Linked DNA regions of Callithrix jacchus: region 1 is linked to region 2. The links are chromatin contacts, called in public Hi-C maps. All regions are on one chromosome and are shown on one strand. The core of a region is the stretch at or near the end of the contact, and the rest is flanking DNA. Distances in the headings are between cores, read along the strand shown. Region 1 holds the start of MRGBP (MRG domain binding protein). Region 2 has its middle 28 kb from the start of GATA5.

Region 1 (4,676 bases), core at 380-2,879, 270 kb after region 2:
TCCCCTGCTCCCAGGAGGCGCTCCGACCCGCGAGCAGACCTGGGCGTTGAGCCCCACTCCGCAGGAACTGTGGGGTTTCTGGTCTGTTTTTTTCTTAGCAGCTTCATTGAGATCTAACACGTACCACACACTTCACCCATTTAAAGCGCACGATTCGCGGGGTTTTGCTGAGTGAAACCGTGGTCACTATCAAATTCCGGAGCATTTCACCTCCTTAAAAAGAAGCTGGGCCCGGCCGGGAGCGGTGGCTCCCACCCGTCACCCCAGCACTTCGGGAGGCCGAGGCGGGCGGGTCACCTCGGGTCTAGGAGTTCGAGACCAGCCTGGCCAACACGGTGAAACCCCCGTCTCTACTAAAAATACAAAAATTAGCCGGGGGTGGCGCACGCCTGTAATCCGGCTACTCGGGAGTCTGAGGCAGAAGGATCGCTTGAACCCAGGAGGCGGAGGTTGCAGTGAGCCGAGATCGCGCCGCTGCACCCAGCTTGGGCGACAGAGCGAGATTCGGTTTCAAAAGCAAACAAAAACGAAGCCGGTGCCCATCGCACTGCCTCGCGTTTCCCTCCTCCCCGGTCACTGGCAACCGCGCGTGGGCGTTCTGGCTCTTCCTGTGAATGGATTCCCTCGCCGTGTATTTCGGTGTCTGAGTTCTCTGACTTAGCGTTTCAGCCGCACCCACGCTGCTCTCTCCCTTCCCGCTGCACGCGGCTGCGCAATGCGGGTGTCCGCGCTCCGTGCGCCCCTTGCGGGTTCCGCCCCGGGCTTGGGGGCGACGCTCGCCTGGCGGCTGCAGGAGCTACACCCTGGGGGCGCTGGGGGCGGGTCCCGGCCTGGACCTGCGCGTTCTTCCACCGCCGCTGGCGCCCGCCTGGGAGCTGCCGCCTCCTAGGGAGACGGTTCCATCGTCTGAGGAACAGCCAGACTAGATTTTTTTTTGAGATGGAATTTCGCCCTTGTTGCCCAGGATGGAGTGCAGTGGCGCGATCTCGGCTCACTGCAACCTCCGCCTCCTGGGTTCAAGGGATTCTCCTACCTCAGCTCCCGGAGTAGCTGGGATCACAAGTGGCCGCGCCACTACGCCTGGCTAATTTTGTATTTTTAGTAGAGACGGGCTTTCACCATGTTGGTCAGGCTGGTCTGGAACTCCAGACCTCAGGTGATCCGCCCGCCTCGGCCTCCCAAAGTGCTGGGATGACAGCCGTGAGCCACCGCGCCCAGCCCATCTGTATATCTTCTTTGGAAAAATGTGTATCCAAATCCGTTGCCGTTTTATAGTTAGACTCTTTATATAACTGAGTTATAAGAATTATTTATACCTTCTGCCAGGAAGTTCCTTATTAATACGGGATTTGCAAATATTTTCTCCCAGTCTGTGGGTCGTCTTTTCACTTTTGTGACGGTTTTCTTTGTAGCGCAGACTTTTTCTTTGGATGCAGTGTTCTTTCTGCCGCGTTTCTAAGAGAAACACGTTTGAAGCACCCCGGCGCGGGGCGGAGCAGGGCCGGGTCCGGGCGGGAAACGTCCCCGCCCTCCGCTGCGCCTGCGCGGACCCTGGCGCGTGAGTCCTAGCGCGTGCCCGGCGGAGCGCGCGCACGCCGCCCAGTGCGCCTGCGCGGAGCCCGTGGCCGCGCCTGCTCCCGCTGGGGGCTTCTCGCTCGGCCGCGCCGCGGCCATGGGAGAGGCCGAGGTGGGCGGCGGGGGCTCCGCGGGCGATAAGGGCCCGGGGGAGGCGGCCACCAGCCCGGCGGAGGAGACGGTGGTGTGGAGCCCCGAGGTGGAGGTGTGCCTTTTCCACGCCATGCTGGGCCACAAGCCCGTCGGTGAGCGCCCAGGCCGCGGACGCGCGTGGGGGCGGGGCGGGCAACCGGCGGGGCGGGGCAGGGCCAGCGCTCGCGACACCCGCGCCCCACGCTCCCCGCCACACCCCGCCCGGGACCCCGCCCCCTCCCGTGGGCCCCGCCCGGGGCCCCCGCCCCTCCCACGCAGCACTCAGCCCTGCCCCCAGCAGCCCCTCCGCTTCCCCGGCCCCGCCGCCTCCCTCCGCAGCCACCCTTGCCCCTCCGTTCCCCGGGGCCGCCCGTCGCCTCCGTCCCGTCCTCCCGGCTCACCGGTTGCCCCGCCGCCCCTCCTGCCGCAGGTGTGAACCGACACTTCCACATGATTTGTATCCGGGACAAGTTCAGCCAGAACATAGGACGGCAGGTCCCATCCAAGGTCATCTGGGACCACCTGAGCACCATGTACGACATGCAGGCGCTGGTGAGCCCGACCGCCCTCCCTGTGCCGCCGGGTGGGGGCGCGAACCCGCACGCCGCTCTCTGAGGGTCAGCCTGAGCTGGGCAGAGGCCCCTCCATGCCTGCTGGGGTCTGCTGGACGGAGCTGCGGGCTACTTGCGGTGGCTCGAGAGATTGTCATGGGAAGCACAAACCAGTGCGAGCGGCTGGTCAGCTTTTCAGGCGGCCTGCATTTGACTGGGTGCTGGACCAGAGCCTCCCGGGAGATGACTGGGCAGCTGAGACTCGGGAGGGAGGGAGGGAGGGATGCAGAGGCTGGGGCCCTTGGCCATTGCCAGTCTCCTGGGAGGCCCCAGAAGTGCTTTAGGCAGACGATGACCCTATCCGAGTCACACCAAGGCGAATTTGGTGGCTTCTGTGGGAGTTAGACAAGTGGTGTTCCAATCCTCACAGAGCTCGGAGCTGGCGTGTGACGGGCTAGCAGGTGAACTAGGAAGCAGGGTGGCCAGAAGAGGTAGGGGGTGCGGCTGGAGAGTGGGGTGGGGGTCGGGGCAGGTCACCAGGAGGAGGGGGACCTCTGCTGGTGGAAAGAGAGTCTGTGCCTGCCCTGATGGACTTAGGGCCACGCCTGCCCTCCCAGTAAGATGTGGGCACTGCCGAGGCAGGGAATGGTTGCCACTGGACGAGTGAAGTGGGTTTCCTTGTCATAGCTGTAGAAAGCGGACAGAGATGCCAGCTGTGCAGAGGGCTGTGTAAGGAGAGGAAGTACACCCAGCCCTGGAAGGGCCCTGGGAGCTCACACCCCTGTGGCTGCCACGTCCTGCATTGAGGATGTTCTGAGCTGGTACAGCATTGGGTGACCAGTGCCTAGTGGCCCAGGCGCAGCTGACCACTAACCTCACAAGGTCCTCCCCACTCCTGCCTAGAGCGTGTCTGTCATCGAACTCCTGGGGTCAGCAGCTTCTCAGTTGTGGGAAAGGGCGCCTGGTCCCCAGATACCTCCCACACTGGGATTTAGAGAGATGGGTGCAGCTCTCTGCCTGTGTCTGGGGAAGACAGACAGCTCCAAGGCCCGTAATGTCCCCTGGGGCTCCGGTGCTCGCTCAGATGAGCACAGCAGCCCACATGACACTCAGGGAGCGCATGAGACCACCAGGCCTCTCAGCCCCAGAATGGTGGCCCCATGCCTTATTCCTTCAGTAGCCTGTGGCATCAGTAAGGACTGGGCAAGACCATGGGGCTGGCACCTTCTCTGGACCATGGCACTTCTGTGTGGCTGAGGTCCGAGTCATCCAGACTTAATGAAATACAGAGCCTCTGGAGTCCACCCGAGAGGCTGACCAGCAGGCCCAGGAGATTTTGAGGAGCACAGATGTGGCCCGACTGCCTGCTCCACACAGCACCCAAACTGCCAAGCGGAGCCTCTGTCTCCTGAATCCACCTCCTAGTCCAGGGCTCTTCTGGCCAGCTCCACTTTCCCTGGCTCCTGGTCTCCCTCTGGTCTGTGTGACCGAAGGAGGGTAGTGCCTGGCAGGCACTCGGGGCCCTGCCCCACCTGCTCTGCCTGTCTCCCCATTCTGTAACTGTGGCATCCCAGCCAACACCCTTAGTGTCCGTGGGCTCCTGCCACACGGAGGGGAACTTGAGGCACCTGCAGCCTCTCCCTGGGGCTGTCACCATGCCCTCTGCATGCCGCCTTGGGGGAAGCAGTCTCATGGTGAGACCACAGGCCGTGGAGTGCAGGCGGTGCCCACAGGGTGCGTCACCAGCGCTGACCCATCCTCAGGGCCCCCCTTAGTGATGCCGCCCTGTTGCTTCTTCCTGACTCCTGCGGCTGCTTCCACTGGTCCTGCCCTCCCTGAGTCTCTGGAAAGCCCAGCCACAGCTGGTGCTACCCACAAAAAGAAATGCCCTTTGCCCAGACCCCACCTACTGCGGCCTCAGCACAGCACTGTGCACTCACTGGCCACCCCCAGGTGGCTGTGATACGGCCACAGTAACTTGTTGCAACCACATTTTCTGTTTCTTTTTTTTATTTTCGGCCTCCACCTCGCCCCCTCCTGTTTCTTAAACCAAACTCTTGGACATCAGCACGAATCTGAGATTCTTCCGTTCCCGAATTCAGAGAGGAACTTCGTCCTTCCAGAAGAGATCATTCAGGAGGTCCGAGAAGGTGAGACACGGGAGAGGTTGGGCTTGGGAATCAGAAAAGGCCAGACGCTGGCCAAGGGCAGGGAGGTGAGGGTGAGGACCCCAGGCCTCCAGGGAGGTGTGGGTCCAGCACAGACCCCGCCCCACCTGCGCTTGGGTGGTCTTGAGAGCTCCGGGATTGGAGAGGACTTTGTTTGAGAGCAGTGGCTGGACGGAAGCTGAGGCCTGTGTGGGCAGCAAGCGTCGGAGCAGTCCCCGGCCTGACCATCCCCCAGCGTCGGCCACCACCG
Region 2 (4,437 bases), core at 395-2,894:
ATCACTACCATCATTGCCATCATCCCTATCACTACCACCATCATCACCATTACCATCACCACCACTATCATCATCACCATTACTGTCATCACCACCCGACCATCATTCCCATCATCACCACTGTCACCATCATCACCACTATCATCACCATCACCATTTTCACTATCATCACCATCACTATCATCACCATCACCATTTTCACTATCATCACCATCATCATCATCATCATCATCTTCATTACCACCATTTTCAGTCATCACCATCACCGTCACCATCACCATCACCATCACCATCACCATCACCATCACTGTCACCATCACTGTGATTATCTTAGCACCCACCCCACCATGGGAAAGTGCTGTCTGAAAGTGTCCTCTTTTCTGTCCCTACTGGTTCTGGCCTTTTGGCTGTTGAACAGCAGAAGGTCAGAACAGAGCCTGGGGATTAATTCTAGAAAAACCCTCTTTTTTACCCTTTAGTTTCTGGTTCTCTCTGAAAACTCCTGGCTCTCTCTGAAAACTCCTGCCTGTACCTTTAGAGTAGACCTCCCATTCTCCACCTTCCTGAGATATATTTGAATTCCGTGAGACACCCTCCTATAATTTCAATTCACCTGCTGGATGATGGCTCAAGTGACTGCTCTGGGGGCTTTCTCATGGAGCAGTCACTGCCATTTATTGCTCCTTGGTGCCAGGTGGGGGCTTCTGTCCCTCCTATCTGCATCCTCCACCATCACCGTCCAAGGGCCGTGAGGGATCTTGGGCTTGAGGCTGGCCCCATCTTGGATGGGACTTGGTGGTTGCTCTGCTCTGAGCCAGCACAGGTGCACCTACCATGGTCAGTCACTGGCCAAAGGCTGAGGAGACAATTCCCACCCTTGTGGGCTCACAGTCCAGTGGGGTCATGGCATTGGCCCAGTGCCCCAAAGCTGGGGAAGCTGGGACTGCCTCCAGGGCTCATGGACCACAGCAAGTGCCCAGGGATTTGAAGCAGGTACTTGAGATTTCAAGCTCAGCAGGCTTCTTGTGTGAGGGACATCACAGGTCTGCTCAGTGCCCCAGAGGAGCCTGCTGGAGATGGCAGAAGGTTGACTGCATGCCAGGGAGGGAGCGGGCCCCTGCTCCGTTGAAGTAGGCAAGTAACAGCAGAAAGGCCACTCTCAGGCAGGGGGTTCCTGGAACTCCCTGACAGTGGGGACTTCTGAGTGCCTCCTGCTCCTCTTCAAGGAGTGTATGGGGCCCCCAGAGCACAGGGTGAGCTCTGGCCCCTGCTGAGCCCCGGGACGCTCGGCCACAGAGCACGCTGTGCTGGCTGCAGCTCTGTAGGGGCCCTGCCAGGCTGCACGAGAACCTCTTGACACAGCAATTCCCAGGCCAAACCTGGCCACGTTCGAGTCTGCGGCTCCACACAGACGGCCACGATTCCTGTCATCAGCACTCTCTGAGGGGAAGGAGCTGCCGTCCGAGGGTCACCTCCATGGCCGTGCTTCTCCCTCTGCCGCCCCCAGGACAGTGGACTTGCTGCGAGCAGCGCTGCTACTCACACTCTTGGGCGGAACAGCTATGGACTGGCCCCTGTGTCCCTGCCACATGCCCTGGACGTGAGGTTTGGCTTATCTCAAGGGCAGACGTGGGTCAGAGAGCCTGGCTGGCCGACATGAGGCTGAGTGCCAGCTCCTGCTTGCCCCTCCACCTTGAACTGCCCGGGGGGGCTTCGGGCAGGGAGACCCTGGCCCAGGGTGACTCTGACAACTCCTAGAAATGTGCCCGTGTCCTGCTGGTTTGCCCTCAGGTCAGGTCTCGTCAGGGACACTCTGTCTTCAGGCTGATTCCAAGGGTCTCAAAGATTCTCCAGAAAGTGCTGAACGAGGGGACCAGGGCTCCAAGGTGGCCCTGGGTCCTGTGCAGGAGACCACTCCCCAACCCCAGGAGCCTCCCAGCGTGTGGTGTTGTCTGCCTGGCCGGCCTCCCCCACTGCCCAGGTATAGAGCTGGGCTCCAGCAGACGTGCTCTGGGGCCCCAGAGGCCACTGGGCCTTGCACCCACCCAGGCTCAGACCCTGTGGTTCAGCAAGGAGGAGCAGACACCTGGGAGCCACTGGGGCTGAGGAACAGGTGGGACCTGCCAGGATTGCACGTAGACTTGAAATGCTACAGAAAATGCACCACTAGGGAATAAATTAGGGCCATTCCATGGTCCTTCCTCCTGCCCTATCCATAGTTTTTTTTTTTCCTTTTAAAAAAGTAAATGTAGTTCCTCTAAAAATGTATCCACGGTGATTTTTAAAAGTCGGCAGAAGAGTGGTCCTGGCTGCGGATTGGGGCTTCCAGAACAGCCCCCCGCCACCCCCCAAGTCTCTGAGGCTTCCCCAGCAGATTCCCTCCTGAGGTGGAGGTGGGTCGGGGCACCCAGTGCCCTTCGAGATGGCCAGGGGTGGGGGCCCTGGGTGCCCTCATGCTCCTTCCCTCTGTCCTCTGTCCCACACCCCTCCTGACCTGCCTGCTGGGTGACTTCAGGGAGCCCCCATCCCTCCCCAGGCCTCAGTTTCCCCATCTGCTCAGTGAGAGCTGGGTTAGTGCAGAGGCCACCAACCCAGGATGGGCCTGCACGTCCCAGAGGGTGACTGGCCAGGAGTGTCGGAGGGCAGGGATGGTGGCAGTGGGGACTCCGCTGGGCAGGCAGGTGTTCCTGGAAAAGTGGACCCCCCCAGAGCAACAGACCCTCGTCCTGGCCCCCTGTGGCTGGTCCTTCAATCTTCCAGGTCTGTATGCCCAGTCTCCCGATTTTAAAGTTGGCAAGTAATTAAAATAATTTTAAAACCCTGTGCACATTACACAAAGCCTTTGAGAAGATGCGACTGGCAGGTCGTCCTTTTAACTAACGTCTTTCGTTAGTGCGGCGTGTTTGTTATGACAAAGCAATCGCTGTTGACACATTTTGATTTTAAAAGTCCAAGGAGCCAGCTGCTCCCTCCTCCCTTGGGTTGGACCAAGGGCTGGGCCTTTGCTCCCGGCTGAATGAGCCCCTGGGCCAGGGAGATCCCAGTGGCAGGGCTGGCCCCAGTTGTTTGCCCCTTCACCTCTTTGGCCCACAGGTCTGTGGGCACAGTCCCATCACGTCCTCCCCCACCACGGCCTCCCCAGGCAACCTCAGTAGGAAGGAGAGGGGCAGAACTTCTGCTGAGAGCTGGAGCTGCAACGCCACCCGGGGATGGGGACACCTAGGAGCTGTGGCATCTACCTCTTGCACAATGGGACCAGCTGGCCTCTGGGGCCATGCCACATACAACCAGGGAACAGTATTGAGGAGGGGTGGGGGGCTTCCAGGACCGTCGCCTTGTTTTCAGGCTGTGGGGCATGGGGGCTGCTGAGCAGGGCCCTACCTGAGTGTGGGGTTTCTGGCGACAGGCTGGGAACACATCCTGGCAGGGCCAGTCCTTGGGTGGTGGCCCTGGCCACTGTCCCTGTGATGAACGGTGGGGACGCTCAGCCCCACCTCTGCCTGAGATGCCTTCGGGTTCCTAGCCTTGTCCCTGCCTTCAATTAGCTCAGAACTGGGGCGAGAGCTGTGGGACAACTGCTTTGCAGGAGGGTCGGACCCAGTGCCGCCTGTCCTCCCATGCCGCCAGTGTGTTCCTGCACTGTCCCACAGTGGAGGTGTGATGGTTCCTGGAGTTGTCCAGGGTGCTTGTCACAGAGCTGCTCCCTGCCCCAGGGGCCCTGGCGGAGCCCAGTGGGGTGGGGGCACTTTCCAGCCGCCTCTCCCTGCCACAGGGCCAGTGGCTGGAATACGCTGGAGGAGCCAGTCCGGCCGTGTGCTGGCCCTGCCTAGAGTGCCCAGTAGGGGAGGAGGGAGTCAAGGGCCAGCATCTGCTCCTGAAGGCAGGGGCACCCCCCTGGAGCAGGGCCGCCCCAGCAGAGGGGGTGGTGGGGTTGGACCTGCAGGTGGGGGAGGAACAGGCCCCAGCAGGGGAGAGGGCTCCGTGTGTACCTGCTGGCCTGGGGTAGCACCCACTGGACTTCATGACAGGTGGCTGGTATGATGGGTGTGGGCATGTCATCCAGCTGTCATCTGGCAGGACCCTTCCTGCCCCTGCCCCTTGGGGCAAACCCCCGTGGAGCTGAGGGCCTCAGTCCAACCAAGTACCTGGAGTCCACTACGCTCAGGATGTGGAGGGACCCAGCCAGACTAGCCGGTAGCCCCAAGGCAGGGCGCAGGGTGGGGGTTGAGGCGGCGAGCTCATGCAGAGCTGAGGTGCGGAGAAAGCACCGTGGGCTTCTCAAAGTGGGTTCCTCCCAGCATGACTGTCCAGAGCTGATCCAAGACAGAGGTGAGGGGTGGCGCCGACCAGCCCAGGGTGGCAGGGTACAGGGCATAGGCAAAGCTCGCCCGAGCTGAGAGTCAAGAGCCGTCTGCCTGTGTCCTGTGCCAGCACATC

The links. A called contact is a pair of places that touch in the nucleus more often than the background predicts.
Region 1: a contact with region 2 is called in a Hi-C map of skeletal muscle, with 5 times the contacts expected there. The contact joins the promoter of MRGBP here to the enhancer-like site in region 2. A contact is called at or near these places in 2 of 3 Hi-C or Micro-C datasets (both in skeletal muscle).

The regions. Positions count from the first base shown.
Region 1 is chr5:58,328,115-58,332,790 of calJac240_pri, forward strand. It overlaps MRGBP (MRG domain binding protein), which reads left to right and starts at 1,630. Exons shown (of 5, transcript XM_035299155.3): 1 at 1,630-1,820; 2 at 2,138-2,259; 3 at 4,327-4,408. The coding sequence starts at 1,673.
Region 2 is chr5:58,056,582-58,061,018 of calJac240_pri, forward strand. No RefSeq gene overlaps it. Among named protein-coding and RNA genes, the nearest start is that of GATA5, 28 kb to the left of the region's middle. Within about 2 kb of position 1,645, at least 1 of the 16 cell types and tissues checked has an H3K27ac peak or open chromatin away from gene starts, as enhancers often do. A contact at or near this core is called in skeletal muscle, where this site is marked.